Regions from separate parts of the Mus musculus genome. Here region 2 is linked to region 1. The links are chromatin contacts, called in public promoter capture Hi-C maps. All regions are on one chromosome and are shown on one strand. The core of a region is the stretch at or near the end of the contact, and the rest is flanking DNA. Distances in the headings are between cores, read along the strand shown.

Region 1 (5,554 bases), core at 2,623-5,122:
AGTACAAAAAACATCCCTATATATGTTCCTTACTAATCATTCAAATTTGTGTTAAAAAAAACTTTTACATGAAGATGTAATTTAGTTGGTAAAGTGCTTGCTTAGCAGGCAAGAGTCCTGGGCCCCCCAGCACTACCTAAATCTCATGGTGCAACACACACTCCTGTAATCTCAGTACTTGGGAAATGGAGGCAGGAAAATCAGAACTTTGAGGCCAGCCTGGGCTACATAGTGCGTTCCAGAATAGGCTGGGCTACATATGACTATCTAAAAAACAAAATAAATCAAACCCCAAAATCCCTTGAGGCTAGAGTAGTGGCTTAAATGAGAACGGTTCCCAATAGACTCATATAGTTTAATACTTGGTCCCTTGTCAGTGGAATTGTTTGGGAAGAACTAATAGTTGTAGCCTTGTTGGAGGTGGTATGTCACTAAGGACAGGCTTCCAAGTTTCAAAAGTCCCACTGCCCTTTTCTGAATTATGGTTGCCTCTTAAGGTAAGAGCTTCTCTGTTACAGCACCAACACTATTCATGTCTGACAGCATGCTGCTAAGCTCCCTGATAATGGTTATGGAGACTAAACCTCTGAAACTGTAAGCCTCAAATCAACTTTTTCTATAAGTTGTCTTGGTCATGGTATCTTATCATAGCAACAGAAAAGTAACTAGAATCAGGCTTTGTTTTGAAGAAAAGAGTGTATGAAAAACCTATTGTGTGTGAGAATAATATATATGTGTGTATGAATGATATGACTGTCTGTGCATGTGTGTACTCAAGTTCAATGTTAGGTTGTTTTCAATATTGCTCTCCACCCTAAGAGAAGCAGGGTCCCTCACCTAGAGAGCATTGCTGTTTTGGCTAGAATGGCTGGGCAGATGGCAAATGAGGATCGGTCCTGCCCGAGTCTGCTTGTGGAGAGCTGGCAGATACATGACTATGCTGAGCTTTGTATGTGAGTGCTGCAGGTCTGAACTCAAGTCCTCACGCTATGGGGCAAGCGTTTTGCCTACTAAACCAATGCCCCCTCCCTTTTTTGGTAAACAATCTTCTAGAACCAATACAAAATCATCATCACTTATGGGATAAAATAAATAATAGACATAAAATATTAAAAAATACCCATACTCTCTTATCAGTACAAATTACTGCAACAGAAAGAATGCTACTGTTGCCATTCTAGGGAATAGTTATTTTTATTTTTAAAGAGCAATATAGTTCTAAGAAAAAAAATACCTACATTGTCTCAAAATGCATATAGATACATATAATACATGAAGAGTATTTAAATTCATAAAAATCTGCAGTATTTATAAAGGAGCAATAAAACAGGACTAAAGAAAATCTCTCTCCAAACTGTAGAAGGCTGGCCATGAATTTTTTTCATAAAAGCTTACACCAGCAACCATTCTTCCAAACAGGTTTTCTATTCTTTGGTCTTGTTAGAAAAATTGCTCAACTGTCAACTAAATCAAAAGCTGTGCTTAGTGGGACCTTCTTCCCACTGCAGCACTGAGACAGAAATGACAGTTCAAGGCCACCCTGGGCCACTTAGGAGACCATGTCTCAAAACAAAAGACAACTGAAAATCAAAGTTAAGACTCCATCCATCCAATGGCCAGGTTAAGCACGTTCATTTTTCTGAGAATGCGATGAAAGGTTTGACCCCGATGAGGAATGTGAAAACGTTTACCAAAGTGTCAGAGAATCAAGCCTAGCAGTGAAGAACAATTTGAACCAGTGGGCTCAGTTGATGATTCTATTTAAAGATGATAAATATTTTTAAAGAATAATCAGAGGCTCTAAGCAGTAGCGGTCCCTGCCTTTGATCTTAGCACTTGGAAGGCAATAACAGATAGATCTTTGAGTATGAGACCAGCCTGGTCTACAGAGTGGATGACAGGACAGTCACATTCTACAGAGAAACCCTGTCCTGAAAAAAACAAAAACAAAACAATAACCAGAGGCACTGACCATTGAAAAAGTTAACACACACATTCAGTCACTATAGATTATGATGTTCTCTTTTAAAAATAAGATTAGCTTCTGGGGGGAGGGGAGGAGAGGCAGCATCTAATTAACTAAAAGTTTAAAGAAGAAATCGAGGTATGGTTTCTATTGTTCTCAACCAAAAGTCCCAAAGGAAGTTTTATAAAATGTCTTCTGCTCACCTTGACCAATGCACTGTAACTACTAGAAACTAAGCCCACGAAAAACGTAAAGCAACATTACCATACTTGGTGCCGCCAAGTTTAGGTACATTGAAGAACTTCTTCTGTGAATTGCCATTTAATGTTTCAATAAGGTACTCAAAGGTGTATCCTGGAGAAGAAAAAGAACAAATGCCTTTCATTAAATACATTCCATCAAATACATTAAGTACATTAACTACAGTTACCAAGAACCTTATTCAAAGAGAAAACACCCAAACTTTTGCTCAGCAGAACTCTGTGTGTGATGGAAAGCTGATGGGAATATTGCACATTTGCATTACCCTGCGGGGCAGCTACGAGGGCCACCTTGAACCATGGAGGCAGTGATGGAGGTGCTGACTGTCCCATACCACAGACACAAGACTCGTCTCCACGGGACTGCAAGGGGACAATTCTAAACCTCGACTCTTGTCAAACAGAAACTAGTGAGACAGACAGCTTTCTACCTTGCCTGTTGACACAGGGTGTTGTCACTGTATCCCAGAGTGGACTTAACCTCACTGGGCAACCCAGGAGAGCCTGCAAGTAGAGGCAATAATCGCCCATTCTGTCTCCTGAATGCTGGGATTACAGCATTACCCACCCAATGGCTTTTCAATCTTAGAAATGTTAAATGTCTGCAAAGAGACCATAAGAATGGTTTAAATGATGTACAAGCATTCAGAAATCGTGCCCTGAACATGCTTAAGTACAGAGATAATGCTTTGACAAAACCATTGTTAGAGGTTCAAAAGGCAATTAAAAATCCAACAACAGAACACTAAAGATGATTTTTAAAGTGACCATCAAAATATCTAGGTAAACTGGCACATTAGATTCTACTAAGAGATATACCCTTAATGGTTATGCACTAATTGAATATGCCCCCACTCTCAGTGTTGTGAGAAAGGGTGAGGTAGATAAAAATTCATTATGCGGCCTCATTACTTGGATGGGTGAGACCCTTAAACATTGCTCTAAGATCTTCTTCCAAAACCAGAAAAGACAAGCACAGTCCATTCAGAAAGAACAGTGTTTTTCTTTTGTGGAGGGAGGTGGATGGGGGAGGAGACTGCAACAAATGATCTGGGAACCGGCTAACGTTCAGCCTCGACAGCCCCTCCACTTCCAGGAGCAAAGAAAGGGAGATCCCAGGATGCTGGGTAGAAGGATCAGCCAGCAGAGTGAAAGCCAAACAAGGGAGCCAGGTCTTCCGACACTCAATGCTCACAAAAGGGGGGCGGGCAGAGAAAGACGTGGGCTTGTCCCTGCCCCAGCAGTTCCTCCTGGGGGCCTGGAGGCTGCAGCCAACAAGCAGCGGGCCCCGGCCAGGGGCGGAATTAGCGCTCCGCTGAAGAGCGGGACGCGCGGGCGGGGACGCCCGGCCTTCGCGGCCTCCGCCCCGAGGGGAGAGAACGACCAAGCCCTGAGGGCCCGACCGCCCCCCCGGGTGACCGTAAGCAGAGCACAGCGAGGGCCACGGATGTACAGCAGCGCACGCCACCAGCCGCCAACGCTAAGGCGGCGGCCGGGAACTGACCTGCACTTGGGGAGTCCATCGCCGGAGACCATATTATCCCTGCGGGGAGGGGGCCAGCGGGGGAAGGAGGGGGAGGCCAGGCCGGGAAGAGAGGGAGGAAGACGGGCGGACGGGCAGGGGAAAGGAGGAAGGAAGCAGTCTCGCGCAGGCACCGCGAGAGCCGCAGAGCTGGCCCGGGGTCCGCGCTCGCGGGATTTGCCGGCTAACTCTCGCGAGATCCTCGGACCGGCGAAACAAAGAAAGAGCGGGGCGGAGCCAGCGGGTAGGCGGGTCTCTGCGCAGCCTCTGTTGTTCTCCAGAGCTGGAGGTGGGGGGGCGGAACCCTGGGAGGTTAGTAACTTTGACAACGGGACGCCATAGGTTCCGTTACTTTCTTGTGGGCCCAAAAGTATACCGTGAGGTTTTGAGGTCCCGCGATGTCTGCAGGACTGTCTTGTAGGAAAGAGCCAGGATTGGGACTCAAGTTCTCCCTGCATGGTAAAGCCTTGTGTTAAGCCGTGATGTAATGAGGCGCCCACTCGTGCATTCTCAAGAGAACAAGGCCGGGTTAATGGGACACATAGGCAATCGACTAATTGAATGAATTAAAATGTCCATACTTTCCTATAACTTCAACCTTTCTCTTCCCAGGAGCAGTTAAACGTGATGGTGTCCTAAGTTTCTCTCTGGCCCCGCCAGGGAGAGTCCTTATGTCTTCCCTGTCTTGTCTTTTGGTTAGCGGACTCTTTGGAGTTGTCTGGTTTGCCCTTTTCTTCCCCACTCCTATCCCTTCTCAGACTGGTTTCCACTTCCAAAAATGCCTGTGATAAAGGTAGGCATAACTATTTGCTAATACCCCAGCTCTTGCTTTAACTGTTTGTTTAGTATGTTTGCTAAGACAAACTGTATTAGCTTCCATAATTCCAAAACTATTCTGTACTTCCTGGCCTCCAAGCCTGCTTCATCCCAGTCTCCTCTACCAGGGCCTTTCTCTGCCCAGCTATTAAGTGTACTGTCATTAACTCTATCTCGTGACATGAGCTTTGCACCAGATTTCATTTCCTCTGGCTCATTCATCTGTCTATTGGCTCCAGCTATCCGTTCATAAGCTGATGCTCTCTAGCCTACCTACAACTCAAACCCATCTCCTAAGCTTAGAGGAATATATCCTAACGCTTGTTACCACAGGCATCTCCTATGCAAAACCACCACCACAACCACTGCCACCCAAGCCAGTGACTGAGTCCTTATGTGTCTGTCACCTACACCAGCGAATGCCACCGCCTAAGCACATACCAGCACGCTATCCTTGGCTCCTCTCTTCCATTACTGTTTAGAAGTCCACTTGATCCACTGGCTTCCTGACCTTAACAACTGTGACAGTCTTCTCAGAAAGTCTCAAGGGCATGACTATTCTCGAAATCATCTCCATGAAACTGAAACAAACTAGGAAGGACACAGTAACCAAACTCACATACCAAGAAACTGAGTCTGGATTTGCGATGCATTCAGATGGAAGCAAGAGCTCACGTATAACTTCATTGTTCACGAGGCTGAACTGAATAGTTCTGCTTCTCTTGAAACAACACTCCTGTACACCGTTGGCTAACCCTTACTCACTCTTTCAAGACTTGGGCTTTTCTTTTTATGTTTTAAAGATTTATTTATATGTGTATCTCAATGTTAGTGTATGTCATGTGTGTGCAGGTGCCCAAGGAGGCCAGAAGAGGGTGTTGAATCATCCTAATTACCAACCTATCTCTCAAATCTCATGGTTTTCACTAGTTTGAGCTTTTGAAAATTCGTTTGTTGTGGTTCTGGGGGTTGAACTGAAGTCTTCTACAA
Region 2 (6,107 bases), core at 721-3,220, 4.9 Mb before region 1:
TTTTTTCAAACCATGAAAATCATTTATACATATAATACCTGGTACATTTAGAATAAAAGCTTGCAGTAATTTTTAGAAAAAGGACTAAAAATAAATCCAAGTCCATCAAAATGGAATACTACCCAACCAGTAAATGTGGCTCTTCCGTGAACACTATTGCTGAATGATCTCTAGGACTCAGCAGTAGTATGTGAAAATGGAATAATTTGTGTATAGTTTGTGTGTCTTTAAAATACAGATATAAGCTTATAAACGCTGGAAATATCACATCATACCAATTACAGAAGCTGAAAAATAGAAAATGAACAATTGGAGATTGGAGAAAGAGAAACTTTTTACTACACTATTCTGATGGTTTTGACTTCTAAACTGTGTCTCATTAATACCCATAATGTAAATTGGTTTTTCTCCCTGTATTACACACAGACACAAAAAAATGAAAGGAAAAAAAAACCGTAAGTACTAACTACAAAAATATCCCCCACCCTTACATAAACATTAAAATTATACACTTAACACTTAACATTACGCTTCCCTCTTGACATCTCAGGAGTATAATTTCAACAAACATTTTATTCAATATTTTACTACTACTAAGAAAGCTGTTAATAATAACTTCAATTCTGAATGACACTTATACTTGGTCCTTGGAGAAGACTGGGTGGTAAAAAAATACTAAAAACATTAGCCTTCAGGGATTAAGAACAGCTATAAATGCTGTTTTTCTAACAAGTTCAAAAACAGTAAATCCAAAACTCCTCTAGTTAAAAACCTGTGTATCTGTACAAATCTACAGTGCTGAGACAAATATATGAAGAGTTACTTATCTTCATTGGTGTAATGCAACTTAATCCTTACAGAAGCCCAGAAGTGACAAGATATAGACTGGTTCTTTCCTTCTACTGAAGAGACAAGATGAGGAGCAAGCAGCTTGCCCTTGTAACAGCACACATACCCTCCCTGCCTGGGCTTTCACACTCTTTGCTCTCTTTCCCTTTCAGCAACCAGTCCCTGAGGCTCCAAACATGGGTCTCAGTCTGACTCCTTAAAATCCAATGGAGTGAATATACTGGACTATGTAAATAACCCCTTCGAGTTTTCCTGGAAACTTCTTTTCAACCAAAGATCCCGATTGGTTAGAAATCAGGTAACAAGGTTTGCTTAAGAGGTCTTCTAGAGAAACTACACCAGGGCGGGGGGGGGGGGGGTGTGAGGGGGCGATCCAGCACTCTGATGGTGATTTGAAGGGCTAACCGGAGACCTACTAGGTAAGAGCATCATGACATTGGGCTATCTGAAAGCTCGTATGGGTAGGGGGAAAACCTAGCAAACCTGACTGGAAGTAAGCTGCGTGAGGGTCCCTATGAAAGCTCGGGTAGCGATGACTCGTAGGATACCCAAAGATCTGGGACGTAGCAATGCATTAGGAAGCAGTAGTGGCCTTGGTTCCCAGACAAGGATCCGCTCCGACATAACGGTGTCTAGAGGTTCCAGTCAGAGTCCTAAAGAGGGTCTAAAGAGGTTCTAGCAGGAGGTGGAAGGGGGCCAGTGACAGAAGCGCCGCGGCTACTGGTGGACAGAATGGTGTCTGGTCAATGAAAGGTACGGGAGAGTCGAGTCTGGGGGTGGAATCCCGGCGGTACTCCGGCGATTGCTAGGCTTTAGGGGCAGAGCTGCTGGCGGGGCGTCTCCGCCGGGGCGGGGCGGGGCAGCCCTCCGGGAGCCAAAGAGCCGAGCGGGAGACGTGGGCCGGGCCAGGCCAGGCGGCAGGGCCGCTGGGTGCTGGGGCGGGTCTTACCTCTGGCTGCGCCGCGGTGGCCACCACAGCCCCTTCCTCTTCGGCGGTAGCCGCTTCCCCAGCTCGGTTTCCAGGGTCAGAAGGAGAAAGCAGAGGCCGAGGCCGCCGGGGGGTAGGAGGGTTCCGCGAGGGTGGGCCCAGTCGCCTCAGGGTCCGAGAGAGCGGCGGCCGCGCATCCCCCGCCCTGTCAGAGAGACTCCGCCCGGACTGGGCAGGCACATCCCCCGCCGCACCCCGCCCAGAGAGCACGCGTTGGAAGCTAAACCGCGGTCCCTGCTTTTGCCCGGGGACCGGTATCTCCGCCGCAGTCCCTCCCCGTCCTGCCAGGACTTTCCGACGGCCACCGCCAACTGCCTCTGCGTCCCCAGTCCTCTCAGGCCTGCGCGCCCCCGACCCCGCTCACGCGGCCCCGCCCCGCGCGGCTCTCCAGCAGCAGCCGAGCAGGCGCGCGCGCACTTACCTCCCACGCCCCCTGCTGCCAAGCCCCGGACAGCCCCGCCCGGCCCCGCCTCCGCACGTGACGCTGCTGGAGCGGGCTGCCTGCGCTTGCGCGGACACGCCTATTTTCCACCCTCCGAATGGCCCCGCCTCCCCATTCCTTCTTCACTTTACGGCAGGGCTGAGACCTCCGTGTTAGATTCTCGATTACTACATAAAAACGTCGTAAGGTTGGAAAGGCAAACTCTGGGATTACGACCTTAAGTCTCACTTTCCGGCCAGTACAGAGCTCCCTGAAGGCTGGTTGGGTTGGTGAGGCCTGAGGAATAGGTAAGACGCCTCCTCCCTACTTAGGTTTGTCTCAGTTTTTGGAAGCAGTGGATCGCTTTGCGCTCCACGCAGACTCTAGTGTGTCCGAGCCCCTTCCTCATTCTGCAGCTGGATTCTCAGCGCCGCCCCTTTTCCACACACGCACGCCCCTCCCCCCACTTGTTCCCGCCCCCGTGGCCAAGTATTTCTTTCCATTCATTCCACAGACTTTTCACTGAGTTGTTTCTATGCTGTAAAATCCAGAATATTAGAAGAAAATGAAAAAATATCCGCTCTTTTGAAGTGCTGTGATGTAGGAAACAAAGAATCCGCAATGGTAACACAGTAAAATAACACGGGATGAGCTGAACACAAACGGGGGAGTGGGGGGGGGGGGGTCCTTGATTGCAGAAGAGGACTTTTCCCAAATGACTTTCAGGCCTGTGGAGAACTCGTGTTAAAACCTTGGTGGACCGAAACTGGCCAGAAAGAAAATGGGAGTAGAGAAAGGCTAGTACAAAGGCATGTGACAAACAACCTAAGAGTAAAAAGCAAGAGGATTGGCATATACCTAGTAAAAACCGCGCAGGTAGACTTCCATTTGAAACAACTAGACTATGTGGCGAGTGAATTTAAGGCCAATCTTGATCACAAGGCGGGGGAAACTTAACTATAACAAGTGCAAGAAATAATCAGATGCAGGTGCAAAGGCTGTTTTTGAAGATGGCTGATTGCCTGGGATGGCTGGCCTGTTAGCTCCTGAAAGAATAAGGCAGCTAGATCTCCAAGTGGGAAGCCAGTCTGAGCCAATTTTAAAAAAAAAAAAAAAAAAAAAAAAAAAAGCAGATATGGTAGTACACGCCGAGTTTCAGGCTAGCAGGGGATACATAGTGAAACCTTGCCTCAAAGAATAAAGTGAAGTTTAGCTCAGTGAGTAGAACAAGCACTAGATTCTGGGCTCTGGGTCAGTCCTGACTTGGGGAGGTCGGGGCGTGATGGGTGAGTGAAGGGTGAGCCATGGAACCTGAAAGTGAATGACTAAGGGTGAGGAGGGGTAGAGAAGAGAAAAACAGCAGGAGAACACGAGCTTGTCCGTCCATTAGAATCACCTAGGATGCTTTTTTTTTTTTCTTTTTTTAAGTAAAACTAATACCCCTCCAACAAACTATAGCTCACTAGATGACTAATGTTAAGGGTAGAGTCCAGCAAGCTACACAGGAGCGATGAGTGGTGTGAATAGACAAGAAGCTGAGGGAGTTGATTTCCAAACCTTAAAAGCAGGAATCCTTTGACGAGAAAGAATTGAAGATAAGATGAGAAGCTTTAGCAGAAGACTGAAAGAATTAAATGACTGCTCTGGGAACTGAGAGAAGGGAAGCCACTCCTGCCTTTCCAGTCAGGACGGTTCCGTGTGCGTGGGAGGCGGGGAGGGCATGTAGGCGGGAAGTTTGCAGCTAGTGCTAGGCCGTGCTCCTCAACTGAGCCCTATCCCCAGCTTCTCTCAGTTTTTGCTCTTGCTTTGGGTTTTTGCAATAGGGACTCACTGAATTGCTTGGTAGCCAAGGCGGCCGTAAGCTTTCGGATCCTCTTTGCATCGGCTACCACTTCTGCTTCCCATCTCCAATCCTAATCAGATCACCTCAGTTATGGACCCTTCCTCTTCCTGGTAACCCGGTTGTATAAGCTATATGTCCAGGCTCAAAGCTTAAAAACCATCTACATTTTTAGCCCCTCCCCCAAAACAGAGATGAGCCAATTATGGGATTCTAAGCCCAACATCCACTCGCCCTAGACATTCCTGTACACTCAGCCTTGACAATTCAAAGTGTCTTTCTCATTTACTAATTTAAGAACAAGATATAAAGATATTTAAAACGCAGCCTTCTTACAGTCCCACAGTATTGGGGAATACAGGCTTTTAAACAAAAAATTCACTTGACAGAAAAAGTTGTATGAGGTAAAGCCCAAGAAAGCATAGCTGCTGTATGTTAACTAGGGTTAATCAAAGGAAACCTGTCTGTCTGCCTCCTGATAAGAGTGTTGTCCGATAAGGCTAGAGCATTGTATGAAGGAAGAGTAGGGCTGGGAGAAAGATGAAGATGATAAAATGTGAATATATTATGAAGAACCTTGAAATCCATGTTACAGGACTTAAAGTATCTAAGCAATTTATAAATATAAATGACAAAAAAAAAGCTCTTGACCTCTTTTCCTTCCTTTCTTTTTTCTTTTTTCTTTTTTTTTTTTTCCGAGACAGGGTTTCTCTGTATAGCCCTGGCTGTCCTGGAACTCACTTTGTAGACCAGTCTGGCCTCGAACTCAGAAATCCGCCTGCCTCTGCCTCCCTAGTGCTGGGATTAAAGGCGTGTGCCACCAAGCCCGGCAGCTCTTAACCTCTTACAGTCTAGATGCCTTTGGAAGTTTGGTCTGTCAACCTGATCTCAGAAAATTCACTTAAATATATACAGTAAAATACATAGAAGTAAGAAACCAATGTTAAGTACTTAAACACCTTAAAATATGTAGCGTAGTTACAAATGTACTTCGTTGCACATTAAGTAGCATGTAGCAACAGGCCTAATTATATAATGTCAAAAGAGTAATGAATATAAATTGCATTGAGATAACCTGCAACAACTGTAATATGATGTGAAAATATCAGATTTTTAGTGACAAAAACTGTTAATACTACAGTGATTGCCTACAATTATTGAAGAAAATGATAAATTTGAGCCAGGATCAACTGTAAATAAAGGACATTTTTCCCCCAAGTCCAAGCTCTTAAAATCCTTGAATTTTAATCATGTCCATCTGTATGGATCCCAAGTTTCAAAATTCTCCAGTGTAATAGTTTTAAGCACAAATATGGTATAGTAGATCTGAATTTGGAAAAGATGATAGGTTGGAGTAAGGATAGAGAAGTGGTTACTTTTCTGTCCCCTAATAGCCAAAGACCTTCATTGGCAATAACCTTAACCTTTTGGGGGTGGGTGGGTGTGTGTGTGTGTGTGTGTGTGTGTGTGTGTGTGTGTGTGTAATTGCAATTCTAGAAAATAATTCAGGGAGGTAAATTGGAGCTATTGTTAGAAAATATGTATGGCAAGCTGTAACTTCTGCTTCCTCTGGAAGATAATGAGTTGTTAAAGTTTTTGGAAGAAAATTATTCCAGTTCTATTTGAAAAAGTTAATGCAGAATAATGCCTAAGTTAGTTGTCAAAAAGAGAAGATAGAGTTGGTGTGATGGCAAAGGCTTTTAATCCTAGTACTTACGAAGGAAAGGGAGGCATATCTCTGTATTCAAGGCCAGTCTGACCTACCAAGCAAGTTCAGGACAACCAGAGATACATATCAAGACCCTGAGGTAGAAATCAAATGACTAGCTAATAAACTGATTTTGAAAAAGTAGATTGGCCCTTGAGGCTCAATAAGGTATTGAATATATATACTCCTAGCACTTTAGAGGGTAAAGCTGGAGGATCCCAGAGAGCTTGAGGCTGGCGTGAGCTATCTCAAAAAACAAAACAAAACAAAACAAAACAAAATACCAACAACAACAAAAAAA

What was found. Promoter capture Hi-C pulls out the DNA fragments that hold promoters and counts their contacts.
Region 2: a contact with region 1 is called in a promoter capture Hi-C map of pre-B cells, with 5 times the contacts expected there. The contact joins the promoter of Myo9a here to the promoter of Ireb2 in region 1. A contact is called at or near these places in 2 of 39 promoter capture datasets (erythroid cells and pre-B cells).

The regions. Positions count from the first base shown.
Region 1 is chr9:54,862,073-54,867,626 of GRCm38.p6, reverse strand. Ireb2 (iron responsive element binding protein 2) reads right to left here and starts at 3,872. Exons shown (of 22, transcript NM_022655.3): 1 at 3,731-3,872; 2 at 2,231-2,320. The coding sequence starts at 3,749.
Region 2 is chr9:59,747,037-59,753,143 of GRCm38.p6, reverse strand. Myo9a (myosin IXa) reads right to left here and starts at 1,970. Exons shown (of 44, transcript NM_173018.2): 1 at 1,799-1,970. It overlaps Senp8 (SUMO/sentrin specific peptidase 8), which reads left to right and starts at 2,495. Exons shown (of 2, transcript NM_027838.3): 1 at 2,495-2,566.